2 separate regions of the Rattus norvegicus genome follow, and region 1 is linked to region 2. Evidence: chromatin contacts called from public Hi-C data. All regions are on one chromosome and are shown on one strand. The core of a region is the stretch at or near the end of the contact, and the rest is flanking DNA. Distances in the headings are between cores, read along the strand shown.

Region 1 (4,104 bases), core at 525-3,024, 35 kb after region 2:
CTTTCACTCTCGCTCTTCACCTTAGTTTTCTGTTTGTTTGTTTTGTTTTGAGACAGTGTCTTTTACTGGACTCAGAGCTTACCAACTGGATAGACAGGCTAGCCAGCCAAGGGCCTCCTGTCTCTGCCAACCAGTTCTCAGATCACAACTGAGGTCCTCATGCTTGTGTCACAAACACTTAACACAGCAAACCATCTCACAGATTGAATGGGTCCATTTTATCTCCTGATATCCAATTGAGTCCTAAAAGGGCCACAGATTTCTCTACTTCCAATCCCTGCTTCCCCCTACTGATGCCCACAGAAGTTTCTTCCTCTCTCTCTTTCTTTTTTTCTCCAGTCTCTCTCTCTCTCTCAGGATCCCTCCTTTCCTCTGCTTCCTTTCCCTTCCTCCCTCCTTTCTTTCCTCCCTTCCAATCTTACTCCCCCCCCCCCCCGCTTTGTTCAGCATATTACCTAAATTTGGTGTTTCTCGATGGGACCCAGGGAGTTCTTCACTGCAAGTGGAGTTAGAGGAAGAAGAAGCCACAGATGGTGCATGTCACTACTTGATGACAGTCATGAATTTACGGATTTACAGAGGGTGATTTCAGTATATTACCTAACTACATCACCAGGCAGGTTCTGTCTGTGTGAGAGTTTGTTTGCTTTTTACATACTGATCAAATAAAGTTGGATAATAAAGCCGAGTCATTCAATCCCTTCAGAAAGTCCCCAGTCCTTCCACTTGGGAATTTTGAATCAGAAAAGTTCCAGCGTTTTCTATGTGATGTGCTCTCTCTAAAAACATGACTTGCATGACTCCTGGTACTATTTTCACTTTGTGTATTCAGTGTGATAAGCGGCACCTGGGGAAGCTTTGCTCGAATGAACTCTAACCTTAACCTTCTGTTGCTCTGAGCGGTGCTCTTGCTCTTTTCAGAGAGACTCCTTCCCAGTCCTGACTGTTCTGTTGCCTCTTAAGGTTTAAACGCCTGGGCTGAAGGTGAGTGTATTGTATTATCCAGGTGGCAGGCCCTCTTGTTGTAGCATTATTAGCATGTGCATATGTGCCTCTACCTGGAAAAGGTTGTTAAAAAAAGAAATATGCAAACACACCTAAAGGTTGATACTGAAGAAATATTTAGAAGTTGGAGCGAATGAAGACTTCACAAATCCTTGATCATCTCAAGCATCCATGCTGAAGACAGAACAGAGTGCTAAAAGAGGCATGATACCTCAGGCAGCATTTAAAATTCTTGTGACTATAGTATGGATTGCTCTACTGAATAGAAGGGAAAGGTGGCCTTGCTTTACCAGCTCACCAATACTTCTTAGCACAAAGTGGTACATACTAGCTGTGTGCGTAAACATTTATGAAACTTGACTTTAATTAAGACATGGCTAGGGTTACTTGTTTTGAACCCCCAAACTAGAATAATCTATTCTTATGTAGCTGAAAAAAAATGTATTCTCTTCCAACATATCCTACTAGGAAAAAGTACTAACAAACATTTTTGTTAAGTAAGTTTTCCATAAAACATTATGCCATTTGCTTCTCCTGAAGCTTTTTGTCTGTCACCTGTGGGCCTTTTCCTAATATGGTCAGTAATGAATTGATTTGGTTTTACTGCTTGTTAATTCTTTTAGAATGTCCCATTTTCACTATCACAAGTTGCTCATTTCTTATTGTGAGCTGTGGTTCATTGAGAAGGGGAGTTCCTTTATGGCTAGTAATACTTTGGAATCCCCAGGGATGGTCCATGACAAAAGAGATTAGAATTCTGAAGTGACACCCTTCAAACCACAACTAGTCAGTCTGTGGTCTGAGTCATACACATTCCTTGTCAGATCAGGTCAGCCTGTGCTAAAAGGGGGGAAAGAGGAGGAAGAAATCCTTGTAAAAGTACAGTGTGCCAACAGAAAATTCTCCAGTCATGCTTTAGAATTTTGAGCTCTAACCCACTGAAACTTTCTAATATTAAAATTTACACATAGACCATGAACTTCCCCTTCACTATGGTGAGTACTTTATTTGTGGTGCACTTTATTTATGCACCCATTGTTCAAGTTGGTTCTGAATATCTTTCTTGGAGTTTTCTCTTTTTTTTCTATTTCATTTTTGATTCCAAAGAGAATTTTTCCAACATGTTTCCAAGGTGATTTTTAAAGAGGCTTACATGTCCAGTGTAACATTAAGAACTGAACCCATTAACAAAAGCGTAAGCCATCGAATTCATCGGTAGGGAGTGTCTGTGAGTGATAGGTCTGAATGGAACAGGCTTCCAGAGCCAGGTATAAGTTCTGAAGAATCCATGAGTCTCAGGTCTCAGAGATCAGCAAAAAGGAAGGGATTATCAGATTAAGTTATTGTCTTTTCCTAAGTCATTTCCTAGTTGATATTCATGAGGACAGCTGAGTAATGCCAGGTCTTAGCTGAGGAAAGCCTTACCACACCTATGTCTCAGTCCTGGCTGGAGGTCAAGGTGGCTAAGCCTGCTTGTTATGCCCATTTTAGCTCTTGCCACTGTTATAAACTTTGCTTTCATTTCATAAGACAGAGTCCTCGGTGCATAAACAATACGATGCTATAGTGGAACTCAGGTTTCCTGAGGGTTGACATGCCAACTCTGTAGCTTTTTAGGACCTGGATACCCAACCACATCCCCCGGCCCCCAAAGCCATTCTCAGTCTGGAAAGTGGGTAAAGTGATATGACCAGAGTTCTAGACCAAAGCAGGAGGAAACATGAGATTTTGGGTCCCCCACCCACCCACCCAAACTAATAAACAAATACATAGAAGTCTGGGGCTTGAGGGGCTGTGCCTATAGGAGACTAGATCAAGGAGATTGAAGGTTTGAGGCCAACCTAAACTACACAGGGAGAGGCTGTCTCAAAAATCCCAACAGTTTCCAAAGGCAGATGAGAAAACATCGATGCTATGTTCTCAGTTTAATGCCGGCATATGCAACTTGTGGTGTCTGAGGAAAGGGGGACAAGAGGGCTCCCAAGACTCACACTGAAGACCCGCCATGCACTAGCTGCCACCCTGGGAGTTTTCTCTCGAAGCCCCAGCTTCCTCATTTGCAAAATGGGCAGAATCTTCCAAAACCTGTCTAAGCAACATAGAGAATGTGTGTGTGTGTGTGTGTGTGTGTGTGTGTGTGTGTGTGTGTGTGTGAAAGAGAGAGAGAGAGAGAGAGAGAGAGGGAGAGAGAGAGGGGGAGAGGGAGAGGGAGGGAGGGAGAGAGAGAGAGAGAGAGAGAATGCATTTAAAAGAATGAGATAGGGGTTGGGGATTTAGGTCAGAGGTAGAGCACTTGCCTAGCAAGTGCAAGGCCCTGGGTTCAGTCCTCAGCTCCGGAAAAAAAAAAAAAAGAAAAAAAGAAAAAAAAAAGAATGAGATATTAAAATGTGACTCATCTAACTGCAAAGTTCTTGAGAGCTAACTCTTTCCTTTCAGGAAGAAAGAAAAAAAAATTTTTTTTTTTTTGGAACCAGAGCTTCATAATTTCCTTCTGTCAAGGGTAGTGACCCTTTTCTCACTTTCCCTAAATGACTCATATGGACCTTGTCACAGACTATCTGGCAGTTTATTTTCCCTTTACTTCAGTTTAGTCCTGATTTCTGGTAGACGCAATTTTAAGTCTATTCGTTTGTGCTCATAGCTCACCGGACAGTCTATTAGGAAGCCATCTGGGGGCACCAGACCACACAGACACCATGCTGGTAGGAAGATCCAGAGCCAAATGACACAGTGACTGCCTTCTCAGAAAGGAGGAAAGAAGAATGAGAATCTGGAGGAAAGGAGGAATTCTGCCATCAAGAGGGGTGCTCAGGGGGCTATAGAGATGAGGGAAAGCAGAGAGATGGAGTCTTGAGGACACATATATCAATGTACCACACGCCTCTTTATTTCTGTGTGAGAGACAAACCCAAATGTTTCCTTTTTGAAAAGTGTCAGTGCTAATGACAACTGACAAATAGTTGACACTAAAACAATTATTTCTTGACTAAAATTTCTAGAAATCATTCGTTATTTACATTATATAATAATAAGGAACATAATAGCATTTGTTAACAAATAAATCAATATCATGGCACCAACATGTATAAATGCCATGCT
Region 2 (3,907 bases), core at 297-2,796:
CTCCCTCTGCCCAAGTTTCCAGTTCTTGGACTTCCCCACATTTAGAGAATAAAGTTTCCTGACATATCATTGTAATGTTTTATGGGTAAAAAAAAAAAATTAAAGCACTACCCTTAACTTTTAAAAATATATTTGTTACCTCACTCCCTTACAGATAAATTTCCCAATTTTTGTCACAGGATCAATAAGGTTCTTCAGAACTTACTCACCAAAGTCTTTCCCCCACTTTTATTTTTCCACTCTGAACAGATTTTTTTTTTTTGCCCGCGATGTGGAAACTTCTGTATTATTTATAAACAGATACCTCGGGCAATTGTTGGGAAGTACCCCTCCAAAAATCTATACAACGAGCTGCAAAAGATCCAAGTAGCATATCAGACCACAAGAATGAGCCCTGATCAACCGATAATAATCTGCTCAATAATCTAGGACATCAGCGTATGGAAGGCTAATGAACAATAATCAGTTCCAAACGGTGCCCCCCCCCCTCCACTTGACCAGACCAGCTTTCCAAAGAAAGATGAGAGAACAGGAGAACTAAAAACAAAGCATGCTCCAGAAAGAGCTCTTAATACCTCAGCTTTCCTGAGAGGCCAGGTGGCAGGATGTGGGACGAAGGACCCGGACTGACAAGTCACAGTCTGAGTGTGGAGTCAAGGCTGCAGTAGGGAGTTTTACATGCCACCAAACGTGGACTCCCCAGCAAGCAGGCCAGAGAATCATTTCTGCATGCATACTCTTATACCGGAGCAACTAGGGCCTTAGTGGCAATCTCAAAGCACGCCCCTCCCCTCCACCTCCCTCCCCGCAACCCTCCTCCCACATTGATCACTAAAAAGTTGGCTGGCTGAAGCCTCCAAGTTGGATTTGGTGGCCTCTGAGAAAACCATCCCCTGTTGGGCCAGTAATGCACAATATGGGAAGAAACCCCAGCGCGACTCTGCAAGGTCTACGTGCCTATGAACATGCTGCACTTGATTTCCAAAGGGGGGGCTGGAAGAGTGGGTACACCCACGACCACACGACCTAGGGACCCGAAGGGTGACTATTCATCAGCCAGCTGCAGCTCACGTCACCCTGCAGGATCGGAAAGGAATAGCTAGCTAACCAGACGGCTGGAGAAACTTAGGGCTGTCAACCTAAACACTTGGCACCCGGACCTCAACTCTGGCCAACAATACCCTCACCCCAGAACTCCTGCAAAGCCATAGCAAGACAGCTCCATACTGAGCTGGCCGTGCACCCTGAATCTGGCTGGCACTGCACCCCTCTGGCCGTGCACCCACCCCCCCTGTATCCTGCTAGCCGTGCACCCCAGCCGGAGTACTGCTCACCTCCTGGGGCCGCACGGAGCCCTCGCAGAGCCCAAGTGGCCGATCAGCCGTCACTGGCGCGAGCCGTAGCCGGGGGTCGTGGTTCGGGTCGTGGTGGGGGTCGGGCCGAGGCGGAGCCCCATGGACGCCCGGTCGGGCTCTCTGGTTGGGGGTGTGCACGTCTCTCGGCGGCCTAGCTCACCGCTCCGCCTCCGGCTCCGAAGGCTGCAGACTGGGCAGTTCCCTTTTTTTGCCTTTCAGTTGTATGCTTCGCCACAGGGGGATTTCCGAGGGACTTTCCAGTCACGTGACTCCCGCATGGCGAGCGGCCGGCCAGCAGAGGGCGCTCGAGGCCGTCCCCGCCCCGCCCGGAGAAACTCCTAGGTCCCGCCCCGGGGTGTCCCCGCGTGAGTCACCTGGGCATTTCGGAAGCTGCCTTCCACGTCACATCCATGTGGAAATAGTGGTGATGGGAACTGGAAATGCAATAGGTTCTTTTTTATAGCCTCTTTTCTGAAGAAAATCAGCTGTGAAAAGGAAGGGAAATTAGAAAGAAAACCCTAAAAACCACCCAGACACACAGGACCTCAGGCATGAAGCCGGCTTTGAAGTCTGGGCTGTGCACGTGATGGACTTAAGAAAGAACCGTTCTCAGGGTCCTGAGGGGATTGAGAGAAAAGGCCACAGGGTTCTCCAGACCCTGTGTCAGCTTCAGGCTGGATGCAATGCAGAGTGAGATGAGACACCATGATCCTGCAGTTTTTGAGTTACAGGGGCAAGGTCAAATTCAGAGAAAATTAAATTCACCTCCATCACCCCTACAACCCTCCATTTGCTCCGTTTCTCCTTTATTTCCGTGCTCCAAGGAGCATTAAGGTTTAGAAAGTGCTTCAAGTTTATTACTGTCTCCCCCCATCCTCTACAGTTGTTTTCTTAGGTGTTGTTTGGTTTGCCTGAGAATTAGTTCACCCCAAGAAGCCACTGGTGGAGAACCTTCCATATTGTCCTGATCCCCGACTACAGCTTGCCTTTCTCTAGAAGGGAGAAAGCTTCGGACACAGGGGCTTGAGCTCTGCAGAGAGAGAGAGAGAGAGAGAGAGAGAGAGAGAGAGAGAGAGAGAGAGAGAGAGAGAGATGCTAAAATGCTTTTACCTTCTTGGAGTTTTTCCTCTAGTGTCCCCTTGGCCGAAATCCTAGAAAACAGTAACGCAAACCAGGCAGATAGTCCGTGCCACTGTGACTTTAGGTATGTTCGTCAAGTTGCCAAGTTGCCAGGAAGTATACTGCACGTTTGAACTAGAAACATGTGTTCCTGTCCCCAGGAGTGACTGGGCTAGGTGACAGAGCACAATGGCATTTTTTAAATTATTATTTGTAAAGGGGGGCTTGAAGCAAGAGTACTGGCCACTACTCCAAGATTGGTCTATCCGCTAACTCCCCCCACCCCCTCCACATATCCCTCCACCTCCCCCCGACACACACACACATCCCTCCCTACACCGTTTCTATTTCAAATCTGGTAATATTTGTCTTCTTACAGATGTTTTCAGCTTCGGACACTCAAACAATGGTAGTAATTTAAGACGACATTCCTGAAGTATTTGTTACAGGTTCACATAAACTTTTATGTGAAATTTAGAAAACTTAAGCCACATGCGCCCACAGTCTACACAGTTTTTAGAACTGTGTCTGTCTTGTTCCAAAGCCCACCAGAGAGGGTTAACCACGTGACTATCTCAAGCCTAGGAATCTCTTTGACAAACACAGTAGCCTAGCCACAATAGATGCAGGCTCCACCCTCAGGAAACCACCAGGGCACACAGAGGTGATAAAAGATGCAGACTAGAAAAGCACACCACCTGGCAGAGGGTGTTAATCCTCAGACCGCTCTTCTAGGCCGGCTTCTGCAGACAGAACCAATCGGCTCTCTGTCATCTCAGACGGTTCCTCAGCAAATCCAGCAGCCTCCATGTGCCCATCCTGCTTCCTGTTTGGCTTCTAGGGTTGCTGAACTGGGGATTCAGTAAAGAAGAATAGCAAACCTGGAAGGCCAAGCCCAAACCTGTCATTCTCACTATCCCCACAGAACTACTGCGCCATCTTGCCTGCCAAGATTTGAGATTGGGCAGATGAAGAAGGTGAGCGGTAGGTGGTAGGTTTCTCCGTTTCCCACAGCTGAATGGTGCAACTCATCGATGCCTGCCAACCTTCCCCACTCTCCCCAAGTCTCCCCAACCTACCCTAGCCTCACCCAGCCTCCTCCAGGTCTTCCTAGCCCAGAGAAAAGTGTCTATGCAGTGAATGAGAAGGAAAAGACAGAAGGGGAGCGCATAGGAGTGCCTCTGACAGAAAATAAGGACACCTCAAGTCTGGGGAGGTTTGATGAGTGCATTGAAACTAATAAGAACCTTTCTTGATCAGAATAAAGGTTTGGAAGAGATTCCAGTTTCTGCCATAGATCTTCTCTAGATGTGCCGGGATCTGCAACAAGGGAGGAATATGTGTGGAAAAAATAGTGGAGTCATGGTAGAGAAAAAAAGTCTCTTTATAAGAGGAGAGAGGCATTCTAGGTGTGCAGAATGTTTTTTTGAGAA

What was found. Hi-C and Micro-C count contacts between places; a contact is called where the count stands out from the background.
Region 1: a contact with region 2 is called in a Hi-C map of the A7r5 cell line, with 2.5 times the contacts expected there. The contact joins the enhancer-like site here to the promoter of Tnfaip3 in region 2. A contact is called at or near these places in 2 of 12 Hi-C or Micro-C datasets (the A7r5 cell line and liver).

Annotation. Positions count from the first base shown.
Region 1 is chr1:15,577,112-15,581,215 of GRCr8, forward strand. No RefSeq gene overlaps it. Among named protein-coding and RNA genes, the nearest start is that of Tnfaip3, 35 kb to the left of the region's middle. Within about 2 kb of position 1,775, at least 9 of the 93 cell types and tissues checked have an H3K27ac peak or open chromatin away from gene starts, as enhancers often do. A contact at or near this core is called in the A7r5 cell line, where this site is marked.
Region 2 is chr1:15,542,433-15,546,339 of GRCr8, forward strand. It overlaps Tnfaip3 (TNF alpha induced protein 3), which reads right to left and starts at 1,547. Exons shown (of 9, transcript NM_001427106.1): 1 at 1,335-1,547.